Regions from separate parts of the Mus musculus genome. Here all the other regions are linked to region 1. A link is a contact called in public promoter capture Hi-C data. All regions are on one chromosome and are shown on one strand. The core of a region is the stretch at or near the end of the contact, and the rest is flanking DNA. Distances in the headings are between cores, read along the strand shown. Region 1 holds the start of Rab11fip3 (RAB11 family interacting protein 3 (class II)). Region 2 holds the start of Rps10 (ribosomal protein S10). Region 3 holds the start of Fahd1 (fumarylacetoacetate hydrolase domain containing 1).

Evidence for each region. Promoter capture Hi-C pulls out the DNA fragments that hold promoters and counts their contacts.
Region 2: a contact with region 1 is called in a promoter capture Hi-C map of neural stem cells. The contact joins the promoter of Rps10 here to the promoter of Rab11fip3 in region 1.
Region 3: a contact with region 1 is called in a promoter capture Hi-C map of liver, with 3 times the contacts expected there. The contact joins the promoter of Fahd1 here to the promoter of Rab11fip3 in region 1. A contact is called at or near these places in 2 of 39 promoter capture datasets (both in liver).

What each region holds. Positions count from the first base shown.
Region 1 is chr17:26,066,961-26,071,461 of GRCm38.p6, reverse strand. Rab11fip3 (RAB11 family interacting protein 3 (class II)) reads left to right here and starts at 1,944. Exons shown (of 14, transcript NM_001162868.2): 1 at 1,944-3,880. The coding sequence starts at 2,285.
Region 2 is chr17:27,633,005-27,637,505 of GRCm38.p6, reverse strand. Rps10 (ribosomal protein S10) reads left to right here and starts at 2,262. Exons shown (of 6, transcript NM_025963.4): 1 at 2,262-2,302; 2 at 3,031-3,180; 3 at 3,263-3,434. The coding sequence starts at 3,031. It overlaps Gm15420 (predicted gene 15420), which reads right to left and starts at 2,262. Exons shown (of 2, transcript NR_167724.1): 1 at 2,075-2,262; 2 at 638-936.
Region 3 is chr17:24,848,488-24,852,988 of GRCm38.p6, reverse strand. Fahd1 (fumarylacetoacetate hydrolase domain containing 1) reads left to right here and starts at 2,687. Exons shown (of 1, transcript NM_023480.3): 1 at 2,687-4,093. The coding sequence starts at 2,888. The coding sequence ends at 3,571. Hagh (hydroxyacyl glutathione hydrolase) reads right to left here and starts at 2,499. Exons shown (of 9, transcript NM_024284.2): 1 at 2,321-2,499; 2 at 83-258. The coding sequence starts at 2,396.

The sequences.
Region 1 (4,501 bases), core at 695-3,194:
AACAGGGCTTTTAACTACTGAGTCATCTCTCCAGCCTCCTCTTCTTCCACCTCTTCTTCTTCCTTCTCCTCTTCCCTCTCTCCCTCCTCCTCCTCCTTCTTATTGGGACAGTTGGGTTGGCTGGTGAGCATCTGCCTCCTTAGTGCTGGGATTATAGGTACATTCTCAGCTTTTAAGATGGGTGCCGGAATCTGAACTCAGGTCCTCATGATTTCAGGACGGTCACTTTGTTGACTGAGCCACCTTCCTCATCTCGACTGGCTCTTTTTTTTTTTCAAGTTTTTTTTAAAAAGATTTATTTATTTTATGTATATGAATACACTGTAGCTGTACAGATGGTTGTGAGCCTTCATGTGGTTGTTGGGGTTGAATTTTTAGGACCTCTGCTCACTCTGGTCAACCCTGCTTGCTCTGGTCAACTCTGCTCACTCAGTCCCTGCTGGCTCCGGCCCAAAGATTTAATTTATCACTATACATAAGTACACTGTAGCTGTCTTCAGAGTGAGTCAGATCTCATTATGGGTGGTTGTGAGCTACCATATGATTGCTGGGATTTGAACTCAGGACCTTTGGAAGAGCAGCTAGTGCTGAGCCATCTCACCAGCCCATCGCCTGACTCCTTATAACCTTTCATCTGCAGCCCCATTGCTTGGTCTGAGCCAGGAGGTGTGCATTCTCTACACACTGGTTCTATTTGGGCACACAAATGCTGGAAGTCATAAATATTTTTCTTAGTTTTGGCACACAACAGGAACACCTGGCTCCTCAGAAAACTGATCTTGACTGAGAACACCAAAGGACAGGTGGATACTTACCATGACACACTAAATAGAAAGGTTGGCACTCACTGGAACTGCATGTGAGAATGTTTGTCAGTCAAAGGGAATTTCCAGTCCTTGCATTAGATAGAGGGGACTTTATTCTTTCAATATATATATTCCTCACAAAAGCATTCAGTTCTTACAGGAAAATAGGACTACATTTTAGGGAGGGAGCACATCACCTTCCTTTTTCCCAGCTGCTGGAAGTCTCCTATAATATGCTGGGAGTTTTGCTTGGGGATGACTCAGTAGATTAGCTGGCTGTACACCTGGAAACGGAGTTCAGTTTTCAGCTTTTGCCAAAACTGCTTATGAAACCATACTTGTCCATGGTGCCCACGAGTGTACAATTGGTTCATAGTTTCCCCTGGCTAAATGGCTAAATTTAGTTCTTGACTAGATGCACCTCATTGCTTCCAACTGGCTTAGTCAACTGCTCCGCATCTCTGAGCACGACCCTTTGATGATGATAACGGCATTAGTTAGCAATAAAGAGATAAGCGCTGTTTATGTAATTTAAAAACATGTTCAGAGCAGGGTTGTTTGGGCCAGTCTACAATCCATGGCGGCAGGATTAGGAGTTAAAGGTAGCGTGGGCTGCACAAGTTCCTGTTTCAAAAAGATACCAAACAACATATCAAAGTAAAACAACATCTGTGCCTCTTTATTTTACTGTGCGCTCCTGTGGATGAATGTGTGAGCCCCTTAGATCCTGTCCTTGTGTGAGAGACTTTGGATAATTCCTTACCTGGTGGGGCAATTCGAGCGCTCCTTCGCTCCTACTTGCTGCCAATTAATATTCTGGTTTGTACCACCAGTTTGTGAAGGAGTCACACAGAAGGGACTAGCGGCTTCTTTTGGGATATGCGAATGTTTTGTTCCCGTTCAGCAATAGTTTTCCAAAACCTATTCTCGGGCGCCTCTTCCTGCGACAGAACACTTCACTCATCCCACTCGCGCAAATCGTACGGAAAACTCGAATTGGGCAGAGCACCGTCGCCCCTAAGCTGTGCCCTCTTCGAACTCACCTTTATAGCAATCCATGGGGGCGTGATCAGGTTACACGGCGTGCTGACGTCACGCGCGACGGAGGGCGGGCCGGCGCCGGCGCCGGCGTCCCTCACTGGGTTCCTAAGCTCAGGCGCTCTGGCTTCATCCTCCGCTGCCCGGCCGGTGCCTGTCTCCCACCGTCCACTCCCCGCCACTGGGTCCTTACATCATCCGGACTGTGCCGCTGCCATGGGCCCGCGCCAGCCGCGCTGCGGGGCCGGGAGCCGCTAAGGTGCGGTGCGAAGATGGGCGAGGGCGGAGCAGGGCCCGAGCGCCAGCCTCAGCAGTCCGGGCGCCCCGCGCGCGCCCGCCCGCGTCGCCGCGGGGATGCCCGCGCCCGCCGCCGCGCCCTGAGCGCCTTTGTCTGCCTTCCGCGCCTTTCGTATCATCCCTAGTTTAGCCGGCGCCGGATCATGGAGCTGTGCCAGCCGACCTCCCTGTCAGACCACGACCAGCCAGCGTCTGGGCCCCAGCGTGGGGTCATGGGGCTGGTGGGGCCCGACGCTCCTCGCGGCTGGTCAGAAGAGCCCGAGGAACACGCCCAGCTTCAACGGTGGCCAGAGGGACCCAACGCGCCAATCTGCTGGCCCGAGGAGGTAGAGGAGCCTCACGCTCCTAGTCGCTGGGCCAAAGAGCCCAATGCCCCTCGCTGCTCGTCCCAGGAGCCCGATGAATCCTGTCACTTGGCAGAGGAGCTGGAGGAATCCGACTCCCCTCGCTGCTGGCCCCAGGAGCCAGACACACCGTGCCACTTGGCCAAGGAGTTGGAGGAACCCGACGCCCCTCGCTGCCTGCCCCAGGAGCCCGACACACCGTGCTACTTGGCCAAAGAGCTAGAGGAACCCAACATCCCTCGGTGCTGGCCCCAGGAGCCCGACGTGCCGTGCCACTTGGCCAAGGAGCTAGAGGAACCCGACGCCCCTCGCTGCTGGCCCCAGGAACCAGACGCATTCTGTCACTTGCTCAAGGAGGTGGAGGAACCTGATGCCCTTCGCTGCTGGCTTCAAGGGCCAGACGCACCGTGCCACTTGGCCAAGGAACTGGAGGACCTCGACTCCCCTCGCTGCTGGCCCCAGGAGCCCGACGAATCCTGTCACTTGGCTAAGGAGCTGGAGGAACCAGACGCACCGTGCCACTTAGCCAAAGAGCTGGAGGAACCCGACGCCCCTCGCTGCTGGCCCCAGGAGCCCGACGTGCCCTGTCTCTTGGCCAAAAAGTGGGAGGAATCCGACGCACCGTGCCTCTTGACGGAGGAGCTGGAAGAGCCTGACGCCCTTCACTGCTGGCCCCAGGAGTCAGAGGCACCGTGTTTGTTGGCCAAGGAGCTAGAAGAGCCTGATGCCTCTCACAGCTGTCCTCAGGAGGCGGACACAGGGTGCCTCTCGGCCAAGGAGCCAGAGGAGCCTGATGTCTCTCACCTGTGGCAGGGGGTACCCGATGCACCGTGCCTCTTGGTCAAGGAACCAGAGGAGGCCGATGCACTTCACTGTTGTTGGCCCGAGGAATCCGAGGAGCCGGATGCTCTCAACCCACCGTGTTTCTGGGCCAATGAACCAGACGAGCCCGATCCATCACGATGTTGGTCAGAGGAGCCCCAGGTGCTGTGCCTCTGGCCGGAGGAGCAGAACACAAAGCGGTGCTGGCAGGAAGAGCCCGATGCACCCTGCTTCTGGCCCGAGGATCGAGAGGAACCCATAGTTTCGTGTCTTCAATTTAAAGAGCCAGAGAAGCCCAAAGTCCGGAGCAGTTGGCCTGAGGAGCTGGAAGACTGCTGCCCTACGCGGGGCCTACCCCTTGAGCCCTTGCTCGCCGACGGCGAGCTGCTGCAGGCATGTCCCGGGCCACCCTCGGACCCAGGACCAGCGTTGTCGCTGCCCAGCGAGCCCGGGACAGCTCAGGAGGAGGGTGCACGCCTCAGGGCGGTATTTGACGCCCTGGACAGAGATGGGGACGGCTTCGTCCGCATCGAGGATTTCATCCAATTCGCCACGGTCTATGGGGCAGAGCAGGTAACAAACTGAGTACAGTTCTGGTCGGGAGAGATGTCGCTGATTTCTCAGGGTAGTTTCCCACGAATCCCCTCTTACCTCTCAGAGGAAGGTGTCCTCTCCTCTAACGTTACACTTGCTACTTATTTCCTAGATCTGGGAGTGGGAAACCCTTTTCAGTGCCTTGCTTCTGCCACCAGTGTTAGGACCTCAAAGACCAGACTTGTAGATAGATGCCTTTTCAGTAGAGTTAGTGTACTGCGTGTTTGCTATTTGTTGTACTGGGTTTTGTTTGAGAGACGGTAATTAGTGGCCAGAAGGTCCTAGGCATTAAAAAATGTTAATTTCTGGCTGAAGATGTAATCAGTTGAAAAGTATTTTCCTCCTGCTCATAGCCTGGAACTCAGTCCTCTGTATCACATAAAAGGATAGATACCTGCGCTACAGGAAAGTGTCACAATCAGCAAGCACAGGTACATCTGAAGGTGGTCATGATGGTGCATGCCGGTTGTCCCAGCGTCTGGGAGGCTGAGATGGGATTGCTGGAAGTTCAGGGCCAGCTTAGTCTGTGTAGTGAGTTCAAGACTAACTTGAGCTACAAAGTAAGACCCTGTTTCAAAGCACACATATGCATGTGTGTCC
Region 2 (4,501 bases), core at 1,013-3,512, 1.6 Mb before region 1:
GCTCCGGCCGAGGTCACATTGTCCTGGCTGTTGTCACCCTGGCTCTCTACCACACAGAGCCTTCTCTGCCTCCTCCCTCTTCTGAGTCTTCTATGTAGGCTTTGGCTTCCCCACTCCCACTCCGCTATTCGCTCCTACCAGGCTCCAGTCATTTTCTTTGTATGTTCTTGGCATATTATGGGTTTAAATATTGCTTGGGGCTGGTGAGATGGCTCAATGGGTAAGAGTACCTGACTGCTCTTCCAAAGTTCTGGAGTTCAAATCCCAGCAACCACATGTTGGCTCACAACCATCTGTAATGAGATCTGACACCCTCTTCTGGTGTGTCTGAAGACAGCTACAGTGTACTTACATATAATAAATAAATCTTTAAAAAATATATATTGCTTGATGCATGCATTGCTCCTATCCACTTCAGCCCAAACGGCTTTTAGGCCCAGTGTTGGGGCCTGGGTGTCTGGCAGTTGCAAGGTAGCCAGGGAATCCCAAGATATTTATCCTACATCACCAGAAATTTGGGAGCTCTTGGCACAAAACCAATACAACTGAGATGAAGCCAAGCGTGGGGGTTGGGGAGCACAGTTGTCGGGAAAGATTCAGATGGAGCCGGCAAAGGTCACAAAGGAGAGCAGAGTCCTCAGGAACAAAAGGCTTTTATGGATTTCCTGGGATGAGCTAACTGGAGGGCCCATTAGTTAACAGCAGCGTGGGAGGCAGAAGCAGAGGGTAGCTAGGAGTTCCAGCCCAGCCTCATCTCCAGCCGGCCAGTCAGAGACTCCGCCTGGAACTATCTTGTTTTAGATGCTTACAGCCGCACCTGGTTTCTCAGCACTTGAGGCTGTGGCTGGGAGATCTCAAGATTGACCGCAGCCCAGGCTACAGAGCAGGACCAGACTGTGGCAGCCCATCTCAGTCCCCCATCAGACAACTGTAGACCTGCGGTGGGTGGAAAGACAGAAGTTAAAGCAGCATGGGGGCGGGGGAGGGGAGAAAAATTCCTCCCCTTGGCTTTCGTGTTGATTGACAGACAGTAAATGTCAACACAATACAAATTGTCTGTAAGGAGTATTTTCAGGAGCTGTCCTCCCAACCAGAGGTGAGGCAGTCCTTCACCTCCTCCGGTGCTGCCACCACGCATGGTCAGTTAATTTGATGCTGGCTTCGTGCTTGTGGCCGGGGTGTTGAGAAGACAGCTCATCAACCAGGCATGGTGGTGCACGCCTGCAATGCCAGCATTTGTGAGGCAGAGGCAAGAACAAAACCTTGTCTGCAATAAGCGAACACACACAATAAAGAAACCGTTTAGTCAGACAGGTAAAGGAGAACTAGAAATTAAAATCAACAAGGTGGGGTGCATTTCTTTGGGCATGGCTGGTTTTGTTTTGAGACTGTGCCTCTAGCTGGCCTGGAACTCGCTGTTTACACCAGGCTGGGCTTGAACTCAGGGAGATCTGCTTGCCTCTGCATCCGTACTGCACATCATGCCTTGCCTTTTAAATTAATTACTATTATTTATTATTATTATTATTATTATTATTTTTTTTTTTTTTTAGGGAGGGTCTTACTTGGATGTGTCTCGCCTGGACGCTACCCTGCCTGATGACTAACATTTCTTTTTTTGTTTGTTTGTTTTTCGAGGCAGGGTTTCTCTGTGTAGCCCTGGCTGTCCTGGAACTCACTTTGGGGACCAGGCTGGCCTCTGAAATCCGCCTGCCTCTGCCTCCCGAGTGCTGGGATCAAAGGCGTGCGCCACCACGCCCAGCATGACTAACATTTCTTATTTGAGAGGCTTTACGAAGCGTAAGTAAAATTTACTCCAGTATAAGCAGGGTTAATGGGGATGTCAGTTTCTTCCTGCGAATGAGTCTGGAATGTGTAAAAAGTGTACCAGCCATGTATGCTTTTTTTTTTTTTTTTTTTTTTTTTTTTTGTCCTTCCGGGACAAGGTCTCAGGTAGCTCAGGCTGGCCTAATCTATCCCTGAACTCTTAGCCCTCCGCCTCCATCCCCACCGGGCAATGCGGACCGGCCTCTCTGCACCAAGCGCCTGCACCCCAGCTCCGGACACAACTCACGGGCTAGCAATCTCCAGGTGGGGGCGGGGTGGAGGAGGGGGCGGGAAGCGTAGCGGGATGGCTCGCACATGCGTCCTAGCACCGTCCCCACTCCTCAGGCACTGCCGAGGGCACCCCAGGCAGCGCGCGGGTCCTGCAGGGAGGCGGAGCCGCGCAGCCCGGAAGAGACGCTGCGCCGCGCACGCCCCTTCCTTTCCAGCCTCCGCCTCGGACCCTGCAGCCGCCGCGGTGAGTTCCTCCGGCGTCCGGGCTCCATCTGTCGCCATCCGGGCCGCAGCGCTGCCGTTGAGGGCCCGCGTCCTCCGGGGGAGGCGAAGGCCGTACTCGCCCTTCCAGCCGCTCGCCGCGCCGTGCCCAGAGGGCTTTTGTGGGGGGACGCAGCTCTGCGACTCAGAGTCGACTGAAGAAGACCGGCGTCCCGATGGCGGCGGGTGGAGGAGAGGAGTTTGAAGGCCACGTGTGGCGGGAAGCGCCCGGGCCAGGGGTTCGGCTCCCGCCTGCGTGCGTCCCTTTCGCGGCAGACCCCCTCTCTCCTCCCTGCTACCCTCCGGTCTCTGCGTTACCTTTGGGGAGGACTTTTCAGGGGAGCACCGAGCCCGTTACTTTAGTGCTCCCTCTGCGCAGGAAGTGGAGCCCTTTCTCTGGCCCCTCCTTGTATTCTTTAAGGAGTCCCCCGATTTTGCTCTAGGTACGACCTCTGGTTCTGATGGCCCCCAAGTATGGTTGACAAGGTTCTGTGTCTACCTCCCACCCCCAGTCACTTGGCTGTGAGAGCCGTGACAGCAGATACATGGGTGCCTTTTGTGACCCTATTGCATTAACTTCCTGGTAGCTTTCCTCCAAACTGTGGAGGTGGAGGGACCTGGTCCCTATGGTGCCTGTCTGGCGTTTTCACCCTGTGACAGTGGTGATTTGGATTCTGGCCATGATGCTAAACCGTCACGTCTTTTTTGCAGATGTTGATGCCTAAGAAGAATCGGATTGCCATCTACGAACTCCTTTTTAAGGAGGGCGTGATGGTCGCCAAAAAGGATGTCCACATGCCTAAGCACCCGGAGCTGGCAGACAAAAATGTGCCCAACCTTCATGTAATGAAGGCCATGCAGGTGTGGAGAGGGACACAGGTGGGAATAGGTCTGCCCTTCCCGAGGAGCCAGCTGCTGACTGACATGTGTCTATGTCCTGCAGTCTCTCAAGTCTCGAGGCTACGTGAAGGAACAGTTTGCTTGGAGACATTTCTACTGGTACCTTACGAACGAGGGCATCCAGTATCTCCGAGACTACCTGCACCTACCCCCGGAGATCGTGCCCGCCACCCTGCGTCGCAGCCGTCCCGAGACCGGCAGGCCTCGGCCCAAAGGTACTGATTCTGATTGCCCCAAGGGCCGCCTCAGAAACCGTTTTTTGGGGGTGTATTGGTTGCACAATTGCTTTTGAGATAGGGTCTCATGAAACCCAGAGGGGCCTTGAGGTCCTTATATAGCTGGGAACTTTAAACAATCTCTGATCCCATCTCAGCCTGAGGGTTGGAGGTCACAGGTGTGTTCTACCTCTCACAGCTTAGACTTTTTTTTTTCTGGTTTTTCAAGACAGGGTTTCTCTGTGTAGCCCTGGCTGTCCTGGAACGCACTCTGTAGATCAGGCTGGCTTCGAACTCAGAAATCCTCCTGCCTCTGCCTCCCTAGTGCTGGGATTAACGGCGTGTGCCACCACGCCCGGCTGCTTAGGCATGTTCTTAGAGCACAGTGGTGTCAGGGCAAGATCTCAGGTGATATCCCAGAATTCTGTGAGATGGCCTTGAATTTGAACAGTTTTCATGGCTACAGCCTCCCCCAATGCCTGAGTGTGACCCGGTGGTGTGGCAGAGCACTGTCAAGCAGAGTGGTTTTGTGTATTTACTTGGCCAGGGGAACAGAAGTGAGGAGGAGGAGGAGGGAGAAGCCAGCTGTGTATAAGCATGACCTGAGGGTATGCTTGGGGGGGGGGTGTCTGGAACGTCCCTGGTTCCTGAGATCACTGCTGGCCTGCAGTCCCTTGAACTAATGTAGTATCTACAGGCTGAAGTGATGGGGTAAAAATATTCCTGAACACAGTTGGGTTTTCCTGGAGAGTGCTTAGCCCAGGAAGTTGTGCAGAGCACACCTAAGGGATCCTAGCAGTTAGGGGGTCTGTGTCTCTGCTGAATGAATACCCTGGGTGAAACCAAGTTCGTTAAGGAGCCCGTGGTGGTGCATACCTTTGATCCCAGCACTTGGGAGGCAGAGGCGCTGTTGAGTTTCAGGACAGCTAGGACTGACTATACAGTGATATTTTGTGAGTCACATAAAGTCAAACCAAAAAATAAAAATTAGAAATTTGTGGCAATAATTTGGGCACTTTGAGACAGGGTTTCTCTGATTGTCCTAAATCAGATCAGGTTGGCCTTAA
Region 3 (4,501 bases), core at 1,438-3,937, 1.2 Mb after region 1:
CCATAAAGACTGTGGTCGTAACCCAGTGGATGAACACTGAACTAGGTGACAGGGTGCAGGGGGCAGGAAGAGCCGCACATACCTTCTGTGGTTGCACTGGGTCCACGATGGCGGCCTCCTGGGTGTCCTCATCAATGATCAGGTACATGTAGTTGTCAGTCAGGGCAGGCAGTAGTTCAACCTTCATTATGTCTTGCTGCACAGTCAGATTCTTCCTGAAGTCTGAGTGACACAGAGATAGTCCCAGCAGGGCCTGACCTGAAGAAACACACAGAAGGAACCTCAGACACCTCACCAAGATTTCAGAACGGCCAGACCCCTCATACCCGATGGCTCAACAGCTGGCTTTCTGAAGTTCCGGCGAGGGAATATCCTTTCACTACATCCTTCAGGAAAGCAGAGACCACGTAAGTCAGCCTCTCCCAGGTACAGAATTGTTATTTTGGGGTTTTTTGGGGGGGTACTTTTTAGGTTTGGGGCTTGATTGATTGATTTTTTTAGGTTTGTTTATTTATTTTTATGTATATAAGTACACTGTAGCTGTCTTCAGACACACCAGAAGAGTGCCCTTTATCCCATTACTGATGGTTGTGAGCCACCTTGTGGTTGCTGGGAATCGAACTCAGGACCTCTGGAAGAGCAGTCAGTGCTCTCAGCCGCTGAGCCATCTCTCCAGCCTGATTGGTTGATTTTTTTTTAATAGATCTTGCTCTGTATCCCTTTCTAGACCAAAATCACTGTGTAGTCCAGGCTGGCTTTCAAGTCAGGACTCCTTCTGTCTCCATCTCTTTCTTTCTTTTCTTTTTCTTTTTCTTTTTTTCTTTTTTTTTTTTTTTTTTTTTTTTTTTGGCAGGGGAAGGGACAGAACCCCAGGGGCTCCTACTCGCAACTCGAAAGATCTACACCTCACCCTAGACTTGAGAGCTTGGTATTTCTTCTTAAGAGTTCATACAGGCTGTGTTACCTGCCTGTGGTGTGACTCAGGCCTAAAGATGGCAGGACAAGGCACCAGAGCATGGCCGCTCACTCTCCAGTCATGGCGTCTGCACTAATGGACTTAAATCCTCTAAGCTTTCAGCCCTTCTCAGGCCTCCAGCCCAAGGAGAGAACAGTATTTTCTCAGCTATGGCCAGCATAATGGAAAACACACAGTGCAAGCTCCTGAAAAGAAGAAACTGCTGCTTGGGACTCAAGCATGAGGGGCAGAGAACTTATCACCGAAGGATTGTCTTGGAGTGGGCCAAGGAGGCAGCAAATGACCAAGGGACTCCACTGTACTTTTGTCTGAATTTGTGGTGCTGGGGCTTTAAGCATTCTAGGGAAGTGCTCTGTCACAACCCTGCTCCCCATTTCTCCTTTTTTGGCACAACAGCTGGGCACTTTCCAGACCCCTTCTCATGTTCAGCAAAATAAGCATTTCTATAAGATCAGGTTTCTGTAATATTTGAATTCCCCTAAGCCCTAGCACTATCCACGCCGATGGACAGCGGAGGGTGAGAAACAGGTGAATACGAGCCCTTTTATGTACTTCCTGGTAAAACACAACAAACCTGCATGGATAAAGATCATGTTATTACCAGTGCTCAACCCACTCTAGTCGGAAGAGAGCCTGACTGCTCTGAAGAAGATGCGATCACTCCTATGGAAGGAATTCATCGCTCCCAGCTCCTTAGTTTGCAACTAGGGACATTCTGTTTGAATTGAGGTCAAATCCACAGACACGTTTTATATTGCTCAAACGTCAAAAAACGTTTCAGAGTTGCCTCTTCTCACCAGGAGGGCTTCTGCGGCACCAAAAGCTGAGCGGCTGCTCAGTAGTTATTGTACCTAGCTCTTAAATCGCCTAGCTCTTAAACAGCCTTCAGCAGCGACACTAAGGGGTATCCCTTAAATGGAGACCCATACTTCTGTTCTCAACGAGCGGACTTCTTAATAAAGATGGTTCATAGACTTTCAATCACGATTGTTCCAAAGTTCCCGGCTAGCTGAATTCAGGCTGGCCAGCTCCGGGGCTTTGGCAACCCACTGTCGCCACATCAGACGTTAAGAGGAAAAGCCGACTTAAAAACTAAAGTCGCAACCCCAAAACTGGAGTCGGACTCTGGCCAGGAGGGAGCAGGTGCCAGCCCTCTGCCTCGATCCCGGGCCACGAACCCCTCCAGCGCCAGATGCCTATTCCAAGGCCCTCAACACGCCCGGCCCCGCTTCTCGCCCGCCCGGCGGCGCTCAGCACCTGCGCCTGGAAACAGCAAGGGCTCGCCCAACCGACGTCCGGCCTCCAGCACCCGGCCGCGCCGCGTCAGTACCTAGACACACTTACCCAGACCACGGCGCGCGCAGGTGGCTCCCAGCGCTGACAGGCTCCGGAGACACAGCGACCCGCGACCCAGCACCATGACCCACGGGGTGCACAGCCGGGTCGCGGAGTCCGCAACACCAGCGTCGTGGGCATCAACACTGGCGTTGGCGACTGCAACCAATCAGTGTCGTCCTCCTACTGCTCCCAACCAACCAACTCCTGCTCTTTACCAAAATGCCACGCCCTCAATCCATCAGTGACCGCCCATAGAGTTCACAGCCAACCAGTGCCTGTCTCGCACCGCCGCGCCGCCCCTAGCCAATCAGTAGTAGCTCCTGCCCCCCCCCCCCAAAATGTTCCCTAGCTGCCCTAGCAGCCTTGGCCTGTAGACTCGGTCTGCAAGTGGGTGTTGGAGGAGGCTGAGCGTGAGCCTCCTCGTCTCTCTGGGGCAGTCGCCTGCACGCAGAGACCTTTCGCTGACCTCAGCGTCCCGCTGCTGCGCAAGGAAGGGCGGGGCCGCTCCGACCTGGACAGCGTCCGAAGCCAGTCCTCTGGAGGCCGCCGTAGTCCGGGGGAGTCGGTGGTCACATGACCCAAAGCTGTACTATGGCTTCCACCAAACCGCTGTCTCGTTTCTGGGAGTGGGGCAAGAATATCGTCTGCGTGGGGAGGAACTATGCAGATCACGTCAAAGAGATGCGCAGCACCGTGCTGAGTGAGCCTGTGCTTTTCCTGAAGCCGTCCACCGCGTACGCTCCCGAGGGCTCACCGGTGTTAATGCCCGCTTACTGCCGCAACCTCCACCACGAGGTGGAGTTGGGAGTGCTTCTGGGCAAGCGTGGTGAAGCGATCCCGGAGGCTGCAGCCATGGACTACGTGGCCGGCTATGCCCTGTGCCTGGACATGACTGCCAGAGATGTGCAGGAGGAGTGCAAGAAGAAGGGGCTGCCGTGGACCCTGGCTAAGAGCTTTACGTCCTCCTGCCCGGTCAGTGCCTTCGTGCCCAAGGAGAAGATTCCTGACCCTCATGCCCTAAGACTGTGGCTCAAGGTCAACGGAGAGCTCAGGCAGGAGGGCAAAACATCATCTATGATCTTTTCCATCCCCTACATCATCAGCTATGTTTCTAAGATAATAACCTTGGAAGAAGGAGATCTTATCTTGACCGGGACTCCAAAGGGAGTTGGGCCAATTAAAGAAAACGATGAGATCGAGGCCGGCATAGATGGGGTGGTTAGTATGAGGTTCAAGGTGAAAAGATCAGAATACTGAGAGTAGAGTGCCAAAGGGGAAGGGAGACAGAAGCAAGGGAAATAAATGACACTAATAATGAAAATCTAAAAATTATGCTAGACATGTCAAAAAAGATGAATCCTTAAAAAATAACGTGATCTAAAAGACCTGGGACTGAAATAGAAACAGGAACAACGAAGCTAAAGGATATAGAATGCTTCCCAAGAGGGCAATGTTAAACTAAACTTTGAGAAGTTGTAGTTTTCTTTTCTAAAACTGAACTGAATAGACTTTTCAATAAATCATTCTGAAGTCTATACCTCCAGACTTAAAAGTGCAAAGGAAGTAACTCATTAATGCTGTTGGCCTTTAGGAAAGCTGTTTGTACAGAGCACTCCAGTTGATTTTTACTTGGGAAAGTCCTCCACCTCAAAGCCAGATAAGAATTTTGTTAAGTGAGCTCTTGCTGCAGCCCTGCCTTGTTTACTTTGGGTGTGGCTTCTGAGTTTGGAAGATAATTTTGAAATTGTTTTCCAAATAAAGACCATTTCTGTGTGACTGAAAAGAGCACTTTCTTTTCCCAGGGTGGGGAGCACTTCTTCCTCTGGGACTTAGGACCTTGGCCTTTGGTTTCCTGAGCACTGTGCCTCTTTAACTTATTAACCACATAAACCAATACTTCCACCTCAAAGACACAGGCCCTAGGGAACTGACAAGCCTGGAGATGCTGTGTGTGTTCATGCTTGCACCCCTCCCTGATAAAATGCCTGTCAGGATGCACAGCACAGTTGTCAGGGCCTAGTGGAGTCTTGTAGAATTAGATAGTGGCTTTTGCTGAGAGGGTACATAGGAGCCTGCTGGTCCCTTTAAGAAGGCATGTTACATCTTGTTAGTAGTTTATCATTACTGTAAGGCAATATGCCAACCATAGTTCATTCCATATTTCTGTGTATTCTGGGTTTCTTGTTT